4 separate regions of the Mus musculus genome follow, and all the other regions are linked to region 2. The links are chromatin contacts, called in public HiChIP or PLAC-seq, Micro-C and promoter capture Hi-C maps. All regions are on one chromosome and are shown on one strand. Each heading gives the region's core, a stretch centred on a gene start, on an enhancer-like site or on the middle of the called end of the contact. The rest is flanking DNA. Distances are from core to core; before and after follow the strand shown.

Region 1 (2,710 bases), core at 95-2,594, 360 kb before region 2:
GAGCAAAGGAAAGGAGAAGGGAGAGAAAGAGAAGGGAATGGACTATGTACTCATGGAGCTAGGTTCTGAGCTGGGAGAGACTGTCCACAGGAGAGCAGCCATCCATCCAGTTTTTGGGTTGGATCCTTGACTTGGCACAGAAGGCACAGAACACCCTTTCCCTGTATCTTGAGAAGTCTCGTCTGTTCTAAGCAGTTCCTTCCTGAAAAGCCCCCACCTTTTTCACAGTTTACCTTGTTTTCATTCTCTCATCTTCCACCCCTCCCCCTTTTTGAGATAGGGTTTCTCTGTGTAACCCTAGCTGTTCTGGAACTCGCTCTGTAGATGAGGCTGGCCACTAACTCATGGATCTTCCTGCTCTGCCTTCTGAGTGCTAGGATGAAAGATGTGAGCCACCACCAAAGGCTATCTATCTTTTTTCTCTCTTTCTTCCTTGCCACTTCCTATTGGGTAGAATGAATGCCTTGCATGAATATTCAGTAACATGGAAAGGTCTCTAGATATTACTGTGTTGTTCCAGGCATTTGTTAGTTCACCTTTTTGCCAAGATGACAGCTGATCTACATTTTAAAGTTTGAAGCAGAATGCATCTGTACTGGCAACAATCCCAAATTTTCCTTATTTGATGAATTTGAGGCCCGATGCTTATTCCAGAAAGCAAATTCATTTGGTTGAAAAATGTTATGAACTTTATGCATTGAATTAATTGCTTCTTACAGCACATTAACTAAATTCCTGACAAAAAGCAACAAGAAAAAAAAAAAAAAAAAAACAATTGATTTGGCTCCCAGTTCAGAGGAACACAGTGACAGGAACTGTTTAGTTGTGGCAGCAACCAGGAAACACAGAGTGAGGAATTCTGGTAATAAGCTGGTTTTATTCTTTTTCTCCCTGTTTCTTCTGTCTAAGGTCCCAACCCATCACGTGGTGCTACACACACTTTCAGTGAGGGTCATCCCCTTCAGTTAAACTTTGCTGGAAACACTCTTGCAGGTTCATGCAAAGGTGTGTCCCATTAATATGACATGCATTTCTTAATCCAACCAAGTCGCAATCAAATCCGTACAAGTAATACTGTCAGAAAGGAAGTCTTTCTAAGAGGAGGGATAGCTTTCAATTGGGCATAAAAATCCATAGTTGACCATTGGGAATAAGGAGGCCGCTGGCTCATGGCTGATTTTTAAATATTAAGATTGTCTGATGTTTTCTATCCACTATGATTCCGCAGGGTGGTCATTGGCAATCTGTGGAGCCAACCACCTTGGAAGGCAGGTGGGTGGCTGGGAGGCTCGGTGGGTGGTGGAACACAAGCAGTAGCTCCAGGCATTCTCAGGAAGGACATGGGCATGGGCAGCTTAGCAAGCCAGCCATGGGAGGAGCTAGGTGAGCTGGCTGTTTCCAGCACAAGAACAGGAGCCACTCTTCAGAATACAGGTGAGTGAAACAAGCATGGTTTTTAAATTTACGCTTGACAGATGGCACCCAACCTAGGGCAAAAATCCACTAATAATTTAGGGTTCTCGGATTGATTCAAACACAATAAAACAGGTCTGGAAGGAAGGGAGAGGTGGTTTTTCAGCCAGTGGAGCAGTCACATGACTCCAGAGCTTAAACAGAGAAACACAAGGGCAGACTCCGATCACAGACTCTGAGGTCCCCTGCTGTGAAAAGAGTCAAGATGGCTGCTCTGAGGCAGAGAGCCAAACATTAAAAGCTGCCTGATTTCCACAAGCAAGTAATCATAGGATAGAATTCTAGGTTTGGGTTAATCGTTTTTAAAGTTAGAAGAGAATATAGATTTTGCTTGAGCCGTGTAAAGAATTCTTCCCGTGGTTCAGAACTAATACAAAGAGTTTGGGCCCAGAGGCAATGAGACTACTCCTGTAGGCAAAAAGGCTGCAGCCTCCAAAAAAAAAAAAAAAAGATACAGGGAAATTGTATGGAAGTGGGTGGGGGAAGTCTTACAGGATAACTCATATTTTTGGAACACGAATTCCATGGGTTCCACAGGAATTTGGGGTTAAATATCCTGGCATGACAGATTAGGAAAAGTCTAAGAAAGGGTCTAAGAATAGGCTCATACAGTATTTGTTTAGTTTACTTCATTTGTTTTTAATTATTTTAATTATCAAAATGGGTATGATTTTGAGTTTTGTGGTTATTTTATTATTCCTCTGGGAAAGGGGTCAAGCTAAAAGCTTTCCTGGTTACTGGCTAAAGGATATGCTAATTTAGGAGAAAGACTTTATGTTTGTGTTTATAGAAAAGGCCGAGAGTTACATAGATCAGATATGACAGAGGGAGACGCCCTGAAGAACTAGAAAAATTCAAGAGAACCAAACAGGAAAGGTAAAGATTCTTTGTGCCATTCTTCACATGGCATGAATGAAGACTTATAATTGGTTATTATTAAAATTGGCTCATGAAAAGACTGTCTTTCACATGCTTAAACAACGAACAAAAAGTCTTTCTTAAGTAGTCAGTACACAATTCATACAGATGTCTTGATGGTACTTAAATTGTTTTGAGATTTGTATATTGCAAAATATACAGCTTTGGTGAGATTCATGCTGAACTCAGACATGCTGAACTGACCTGCTTGGACTCCCCGTGTCATGGATTCCAGGTCATGTGGCCTCACTCAACCTTTCAGATGGATCCAGTCAGAACTTTAGGCATCAGAGAATAAATAACAATTGTTGGCTGTAGC
Region 2 (2,700 bases), core at 153-2,652:
TTGCCTACAAACCAATCTGTTGAAGGCAGGTGTGTTCTCTGTTGAAGTTTCCTCTTCACGTATGACCCGGATTTATGCCAAACTGACAAAAAAAAAAAAAAAAAAAAAAAAAAAGCAAACAAAACAGAACTAACTAGCACAGGGGCTTAGAACATGCTAAAGGCTGAGGGGGGAGATCATTAAAAGATGGGCTAGCATTGTAATTGCTGCAAAACTCCATAAATATAATTGAAAGCCATTAAGTAGTTCACTTTACTATTATTACTGATTCTCTGTTTTTGAGGCATTCGGATATAGCTAAGAGGGGGTGGGGGTGGGGCAAGTGGCTTCAATTTTTGTGTGTAGTCAAGGGTCACTTAGAATTTCTGGGTTTCCTGCTTCCAAACTCACAGTTCTAGGATTACAGGGGTACACCACAATGCCTGGTTTATTAAATAGTAGAGGTATGTTAAAACATATACATGTAATTAAAAATAAAACTGAAAAAAATTCCAGCATGGGGGAGGGATGTCTCTGGAGTACTCCTGAGAATTCTTTATCAGTAACGGGTTGCTGGGACCTAGAGACTCATTTCTTTTTAGGAGTGTGAGCATGGGTTTTCAGTGCCTCAGTGATAGACTCCAGCCTAAGTGCATGTGAGTTGAACTAGCTGAATCCAGTGAGCTAAATAAATACTCAAAGAATTTTGGAAGGAAGATGTGATGGGGTGGAGGTGGGGTGGAGAGTGGGGTTTCAGGAGTTGAGGGGAGAGAGGGGCAGGTGGATATGATCAAGATAAATTGTATATCGGTATAACATTTTAAAAGAAAAAAGAGATGAATTATATATAAATTTATTTCAATAAATCTTTTGGAAAAAGTATGAAGCCTAGCCAAAATATCTAAAGAGCACTAGTGTGTGCTCTGGCCCGTCCTCCAGGGCTGACTGGAGGACTCAGATGGTTTCAGTAGCCCAAGACACAACACACACACACACACACACACACACACACACACACACACACACACACACACACATTGCTCTCCCCAAAGATGCTGGGTCTCCATTGACTTTCCACATTGAGCAAACCTGAAAACTGTGGGCCCTGGCTGCCCTTCTAGTATAAATCAGTCTGCGGATCCCAATTTGGACTCCAGGATCTAAGGGCAGCAGGAGTCAGAGTCCTGAGTGCTAGCTGCTAGAGGTCTTGGAGCTCCGCTGCGAAGTCTTGGGGCAGGCGATTTTCTTTTGTGAGGGTGGGGAGGAAGCTGATTTTGCAGAGGCGCTGGCAGCGTTTTCAATGTAGGGAGAGGCTCCCTGAATGGGTGCCCGGACTGGTTCCACAGAAACCGAGCTAGGAGCTGCTCAGTCCTCCGCCCACCACTGCCCACAATCCAGTTCTGCAAAACATCAGCTAGGTGGGAGGGACTCTGCAGAGGACCTAGATGACCCAGGGCCAGCCGGCCGATCCTGATCAGTCTGATCAGCTAGCTGATCCTGACCTTATCCCTGCAGAGGGGTGTGGCCAGGGCTGGCGCAAGCCTGAGGTTGGTCGCGACGCCGCCTTGTGGCTCAGACCGAGAATGTCCTACGGACCCGCAGTAAGGGCTGCAGGGCCGAGCGTGCGCCGGTGGGGAGGGGACTCAGAACAGGGTGGCCGGTGAACACAAACAGGGCGCGCCCCTCCCAAGCTGCCCTTACTCATGGCAGAGGAGCCGGAGCCAGACCTCGGGGTGGCCGAGGGCTCAGAGGATCAGGCCTTGGAGATGCCGAGCTGGAAAGCTCCGGAGGACATAGACCCCCAGGTAGGCGTCTTCCAGGGCCCGCAAAGATTCATCTGGGCTACTTTACCGTGATATGAAGAGTCCCCTAGAGTTAAGTTAAAATATATATATATATATATATATATATATATATACTATTTTAGATCTGCGCGAACCAGGAGATGCGTTGTTTAGCTGACCCCAGGAGAGAGTCATACATCCACTTCCTGTCCGCGGAGCGGGTGGGGTAGGGAGAAACTGGTTACTACTACACAGACCCAGCGCTTCGATTTAAGAAAAGCTTGTAATCTGTCCTTAGGGCAGTATCTGCTCTCCAACCCGTAGGGAAACCTCAGGAGAGTCCATGCTTGTCCTAAAGAACGGGAACCTCAGGCTAGACCTTGGGGGGAGAGGGTTGCAGCTCTCCTGTATTGGGGACTCTCACCTCCTGACGTTCATGAGTTGCTGCTTGTTCATGAGTTCATGAGTTACTTCTCTTAAGTTTTCTCTGTACCATTTTAGCCAGGAAGTTATGAGATCCGGCACTACGGACCGGCTAAGTGGGTCAGCACTTGCGTGGAGTCCCTGGACTGGGATTCAGCCATCCAGACTGGTTTCACAAAATTGAATGGCTACATTCAAGGCAAAAATGAGAAAGGTAAAAGTAGCCTCCGAGATGCTGCGATTACTGAGTTTTAGTCTCCTGAAGAATTCTGTTTTGTAATAGACGAATAACCAGATGACTGAAACTCTAATGTTTTTATTCACGATTGGCTTCAAGAACTTTAGTGTAGCTACAGTAGAGTGTTGCTGGGTTCTGCTTGTCAAGGTCTATACTTTCCTCATTTTTTTTTTTTTTTCCTAGATGAAATGGGACTCTACCTAGGGAGAAGTCCTTTCCTGTGCCAAATGCCTCTAATAGTGATATCAAGGGACAGGAAAATGCAAGGGCATGAGC
Region 3 (2,737 bases), core at 93-2,592, 340 kb after region 2:
AGTCATTTGTGCTCTGGGCCTGGGTTATCTCAGCATCCTATTCTTCAGTTCCATCCATTTGCCAGGAAATATCAGGATTTCTTTTTCCTAACGTCTACATAAACTGGCATCATGTGTGTTTAGGCTATTCATTTGTTAGCTGATGTCAGTAGAGAAGGAATCCCTGTGTTAGACTGTAGAATCCTTTGGGTGTATGCTCAGAAGTGGTACAACTGGGTCATACGATAGTTCTTTTTTTTTTTTTAAAGATTTATTTATTTATTTTATATGAGTACACTGTAGCTGTCTTCAGACACTCCAGAAGAGCACATCAGATCCCATTACGCTGGGAATTGAACTCAGGACCTCTGGAAGAGCAGTCAGTGCCCTTAACCTCTGAGCCATCAGTAGTTCTAATTTCAGCCTTTGGAGACCCTTCCATATGGATTTCCATAGTGGCTGCAGCAGTTTATATTCCCACTAACAGTGGGTAGCCATTGCCCTTCCTCCATAGGCTGCTCAGCATGTAGAGGCCTGGAGATAGCCATTCTGATTAAGGTAAGACAGAATCTCAATTTTAATTTTCCTTCATGCCTAGCCACTCTTAGAACATAGATGTTGCAAAATCATTGTATTTTATTGAGTTATAGATGACCTCATAAAATCTACTGTTAGAGCAAGCTATTTTAACTTCGTTGTGTCTCCGTTCAGACTTCATCCCTGGATCTTGTTTAGCCTCACCATTCATAGGATTTTTAACTTTCCCATGCTTGAAGTATTGTGAAATCTTTCTGTTAAATTCAAAAGAAGTGGGAAGAGGGTGGCTTTACGATAAGTCTGCTCAGGCATCTTGACCAAAGCAATTAGAATCATGTTGATGTTCTGTCTTTCTGACTCCTGTATTAACTAATACTGTTTAAAAAAAAAAACTTTAAAATTTTTTGAGGATTTGCTAAAGATGAACATGAGAAAGGGTAAGAAACGTTACCTTTGCCATCTCAGTGCTTTAAAATTGCTGGCTAGTGTAAAGCTAAGCAGAATTTGGCAGACAGCAGCTGTGCATTTGTCACCTCTTCCCAGCAACTTGAAGGCCCTCGAGATCCAGCTGCAACTGCCTGGGACCGGCGGCCAGCAAAAGAAATCCACCTAGAACTTGAGAGAACAGAGGGAAGGTGACAACCTTCAGGAGCCTCCTGAAGCAAAGACCGAGGTTGGCCACTGGAGTGCAGCACCGAGCAAGGGACACCGGACCTGTGGGGCGTGGTGGCAGCGTGTGTTGTCTTGTGTGTTGTCTTCCCTATGGAGATGGGGGCACACGTGCCCCACCTGCCTCCCTAGGCTGTGATCTGGAAAACTGCCTTCATTTCCTGCACAGTGCCAAGAGGAGACTGCTGCCTGGCCAACGTGCTCAGCCCTTGGCCTCTCCTCGAGGTAAAGCTCTTCCCTTCTTGGAGATGTCTTTTCCTTGGGGCTTCTGGAAAAACCTTGAGCAGCGCTCCATGGTCTTGGAGACCTCTGTCAGGGTCACGTTTGAGTTGGGTGGTGGCAACTTTCCTCCTCCAGAGCACTCTAGAGTGCTCCAGCACTTTGGAAAACACTAATATTTCACAGGATCCCAGATTGGCTCATACCAACTCCCCCACCCACCCCCTGTCTCTTCTCACTCTTTTTGCTACTCTGGAGTCCAAAAGATGTGGGACGAGGCTGTATGGCTAATAAAGACGAGACTAAGGCTCTATAGTAACTGGTCTGTTGTTCTCAGGTTTCATATGCTAGATTTTATGACTATGGTGAATAATTCCGACACATTGCTAAATGTTTATCTCTTGAGAAGTACTGGCGTTGTGCTTATTAATAAACATTGCTCCAAGTATCAGAACAGTTTCCTGGCACGGTCTGTGTTCAAGTTCACTCAGTTCAAGCAGTGGTATGCACATCCTGCCTGTGGCGTTCTGGCTTCAGGAACTTTGTTGTTTGTGTTGTTGAGGGGCCTCAGAAATGGTGTTCTAAAAACACTAATTTTAGGGGGAGAAAAATAGGAGTGAAGGAAATTTTTAAAAATGTTAGTGCAGTTACCTCTTGTTTTGATTTAGTAGCTTTAAGTCAGTGAGCATAATTACCATTTAAAATACCAGTACAAGTCTCATTTTTCCTTAATTTGTCTGTCTGTCTCTTTCTCTCTGTCTCTGTCTCTGTCTGTGTGTGTGTGTGTGTGTGTGTGTGTGTGTGTGTGTGTGTGTATCTAAATAGCTCAGCCTAGTCTCCAATTCACTGTGCTGGTTTTAACTCCAGATCCACTTGCCCTCACCTCCCAGAACTGGAGTTACATGTATATGACACTACGCCAGCTTATCAGCTTTATATGGGTGAAATCAGGGTTTCATGCTTGCTGGCCAAGCACTTTCACTTTACCTACTGAACTACATCCTCAGCCCCAGGAATTATCATTCATGTGTGTGTGTGTGTATAGTATGTATATGTAGTCAATGGTGCTTCAGTGCACACATTCCCTCAAGACATCTCATCACTTCATTGCCTATTATGTCCTGCATATTTAATATAAATATACACACTGGCTTGTACTCACATTAAATTATGCTCCCGATGTGGGGAAATGAACTTGACTGGCATTGTGTTTCCTTTCCGATTTTTCACATTTTTGTGTCTTGCAGTTCTTCCCTGTAGTCGGTAGACGGCCCCTTTAGAAGATGTTTTTGAAGGAATTACACTTCAGACACTAACTGAAGCTCTTTCCAGT
Region 4 (2,700 bases), core at 80-2,579, 470 kb before region 2:
TGGCACTGAGTATTTCTATCTGGTTTGCGCTATTTTCTAGGAATCCTGCCAGGGGACCCTAGAGATACACACTCACACACACACACACACACACACACACACACACACACACACACACAGAGTAAATTAATCACACTAAACACTATTTAAAATAACATCAGGTCACTCCGCAGACCTCCCGTGGTCCCTCAAACAGATCCCGGCTCCTTTCCGGGAAGAGCCTCACACCCTGCACCCTAGCCCCAGCACAACCACCCAGAGAGCTCTGCTCAGCCCCTTGATGTATCAAATGTGGCTGACCCTTGAGGTCTTATCTCTAGACTGCCTGGAGGTTTCTTTGTCACAGAGTTTCAATGTCACCTTCTCAGAGTGGCCCTTCCTGGCCAGTGAATGAAGCCACCTCAGTTTCTAGTGTGTAGCTCTGCAGAGAGTATCCCCACCCCACCCCACCTCACCCCCATACACACTCCACTTTCTCCAGAAAGGTAAAAGCATTTTCGCTTCTTTCTGCAGAGCTCAAGCCCCTGTCTAAGTGAAGCGAAGCTTTCTCCCCTCTCAAGAAAGGCAAGTCGGGGATCAATCAGGGCATTGTGGAAGGCTATCCTCCATTGGCTTCATGGGGCGAACTAATTCTCAGGCCAGCCAAACAATACTTAAGAAAACAACTGTAGAAGGATCGGGGAAAGCCAGCAATAAACTTGAAGAAATTTCTAAACTTTAAAACGCTCCTTGGAACAGGGAAATAAAGGAGAAATGGAGGGTGTGTAGGAGTGGGGGTGGGGGAGGCGAATCTAATTCTCTCTGAAATTGACCTTGCCCCCCCCCACCCCCCGTAACTCAAAAACTGCAGGACCATGGGGTCTGATCTCACTCTGCACTGCATCCAACCTGAAGCTGACACATGGCTTGGAGAACCCTGCCGCTTTTTCTGTCAATTCCCTTCGGGACCCTGCGGAGGGCTCTTTCTGAAGTGCTCATCACGTGCACAGCCCAGACTTCAAAGCCAAGCTTCAAGCCTGAGGTCCTGTGTGTCTGGGTGGTTTTTTGGGTTTTCTCTCTAATTTCCCTTCCTTTTCACAGCTGATTTTCTTCAGAAAAGAAGCTATAAAAAAGAACCTATTGCATTTCCAGTTCCCATCACCGCGATTTCCACATGGATGTGACGTGGAAGGCAGCTTCCGAAATGCCCAGGTGACTCACGCGGGGACACCCCGGGGCGGGACCTAGGAGTTTCTCCGGGCGGGGCGGGCACGGCTTAGAGCGCCCTCTGCCGGTCGGCGGCGCGCCACGCGGGTCACGTGACTGGAATTTCCATCGGAAATCCCCCTGTTGGCAAAGCATACAACTGAAAGGCAAAAAAGGGAACTGCCCAGTCTGTAGTCTTCGGAGCCGGAGGCGGAGCGGTGAGCCAGGCCGCCGAAAGACGTGCACACCCCCTCAGCCAGCGAGCCCGATCGGGTGTCCATGGGGCTCCGCCTCGGCCCGACCCCCACCACGACCCGGACCACGATCCCGGGCTGCGGCGCGCGCCAGTGACGGCCGGCCGGCCACTTGGGCTCTGCGAGGGCTCCGCGCGGCCCCAAGAGGTGAGCGATGCTCCGGCTGCGGGGTGCACGGCTAGCAGAATGCGGGGGTCCTCGGTCAGTGGGGTGCACTGCCAGCCAGATTCGGGGTGCACGGCCAGCTCAGTGTGGAGCTGCCTTGCGCTGGCTTTGCAGGGATCCTGGAGTTGGGGTATTGTTGGCCGGAGTTGAGGTCCCGGTGCCAGGTGTTTAGGTTGACAGCCCGAAGTTTCTTCAGCCGACTAGTTAGCTAGCTATTCCTTTTCGATCCTGCAGGGTGACAGGAGCTGCAGCTGGCTGATGAATAGTCAGTCACCTTTTGGGTTCCTAGGTCGTGTGGTCGTGGGTGACACCCCCCCCCCACTTGGAAATCAAGTGCAGCGTGTTCATAGGCACGTAGACCTTGCAGAACCGCGTTGGGCTTTTTTCCCATATTGTGCACAACTGGCCCAACAGGGGATGGGTTTCTCAGAGGCCACCAAATCCAACTTGGAGACTTCGGTCAGCTAACCTTTCAGTGATCTGTGGGAGGAGGGTTGCGGGGCGGGAGGTGGAGGGGAGGGGCGTGCTTTGAGATTGCCACTAGGTCTCTAGTTGCCACAGTTTAAGAAGAGTATGCATGCAGAAATGATTCTCTGGCCTGCTTGTTGGGGACTCCACTTTAGGTGGCATGTAAGACTCCCTGCTGCAGCCCCGACTCCACACTGAGATAGTGTGTTGTCAGTCCGGGTCCGTTGTCCCACATCCTGCCACCTGGCCTCTCAGGAAAGCTGAGGTATTAAGAGCTCTTTTTGGAGCATGCTTTGTTTTCTCCTGGTCTCTGATCTTTCTTTGGAAAGCTAGTCTGGTCAAGTGGGGGCACCGTTTGGAGAACTGATCACAGTTAGTTAGCCTTCTGATGTCCCAGATTATTGAGCAACTGATCCGGTCTCCATTCTTATTGTCTGAGATGCTACTTGGATCTTTTGCAGTTCTTTGTATGGATTTGTTTTGTTTTGTTTTGCTTTGCTTTGCTTTTTTTGGAGGGGTACTTCCCAACAGTTGCCCGAGGTATCTGTTGATAAATAATACATAAGTTTCCACATCGCAGACAAAAAAAAAAATCTGTTCAGAGTGGAAAAATAAAACTGGGGGAAAG

What was found. A called contact is a pair of places that touch in the nucleus more often than the background predicts. HiChIP or PLAC-seq counts read pairs in DNA pulled down with a chosen protein or histone mark. Capture Hi-C pulls out chosen DNA fragments and counts their contacts.
Region 1: a contact with region 2 is called in an H3K27ac HiChIP or PLAC-seq map of embryonic stem cells, with 3 times the contacts expected there. The contact joins the enhancer-like site here to the promoter of Hebp2 in region 2. A contact is called at or near these places in 11 of 39 promoter capture datasets (cranial neural crest, embryonic stem cells, frontonasal cranial neural crest and 5 more), 3 of 484 Hi-C or Micro-C datasets (all in embryonic stem cells), 6 of 115 datasets of contacts at active chromatin or transcription factors (embryonic limb bud, embryonic stem cells, neural tube and 1 more) and 1 of 9 other capture datasets (embryonic stem cells).
Region 3: a Micro-C map of embryonic stem cells shows a contact between it and region 2, with 2.5 times the contacts expected there. The contact joins the promoter of Ect2l here to the promoter of Hebp2 in region 2. A contact is called at or near these places in 2 of 484 Hi-C or Micro-C datasets (both in embryonic stem cells), 2 of 115 datasets of contacts at active chromatin or transcription factors (both in embryonic stem cells) and 1 of 9 other capture datasets (pancreatic islet).
Region 4: a contact with region 2 is called in a promoter capture Hi-C map of pancreatic islet. The contact joins the promoter of Tnfaip3 here to the promoter of Hebp2 in region 2.

The regions. Positions count from the first base shown.
Region 1 is chr10:18,906,400-18,909,109 of GRCm38.p6, reverse strand. No RefSeq gene overlaps it. Among named protein-coding and RNA genes, the nearest start is that of Perp, 63 kb to the right of the region's middle. Within about 2 kb of position 1,344, at least 7 of the 459 cell types and tissues checked have an H3K27ac peak or open chromatin away from gene starts, as enhancers often do. A contact at or near this core is called in embryonic stem cells, where this site is marked.
Region 2 is chr10:18,544,778-18,547,477 of GRCm38.p6, reverse strand. Hebp2 (heme binding protein 2) reads left to right here and starts at 1,402. Exons shown (of 4, transcript NM_019487.3): 1 at 1,402-1,784; 2 at 2,265-2,400. The coding sequence starts at 1,683.
Region 3 is chr10:18,209,432-18,212,168 of GRCm38.p6, reverse strand. Ect2l (epithelial cell transforming sequence 2 oncogene-like) reads left to right here and starts at 1,342. Exons shown (of 22, transcript NM_001370991.1): 1 at 1,342-1,410.
Region 4 is chr10:19,014,039-19,016,738 of GRCm38.p6, reverse strand. It overlaps Tnfaip3 (tumor necrosis factor, alpha-induced protein 3), which reads left to right and starts at 1,329. Exons shown (of 9, transcript NM_009397.3): 1 at 1,329-1,586.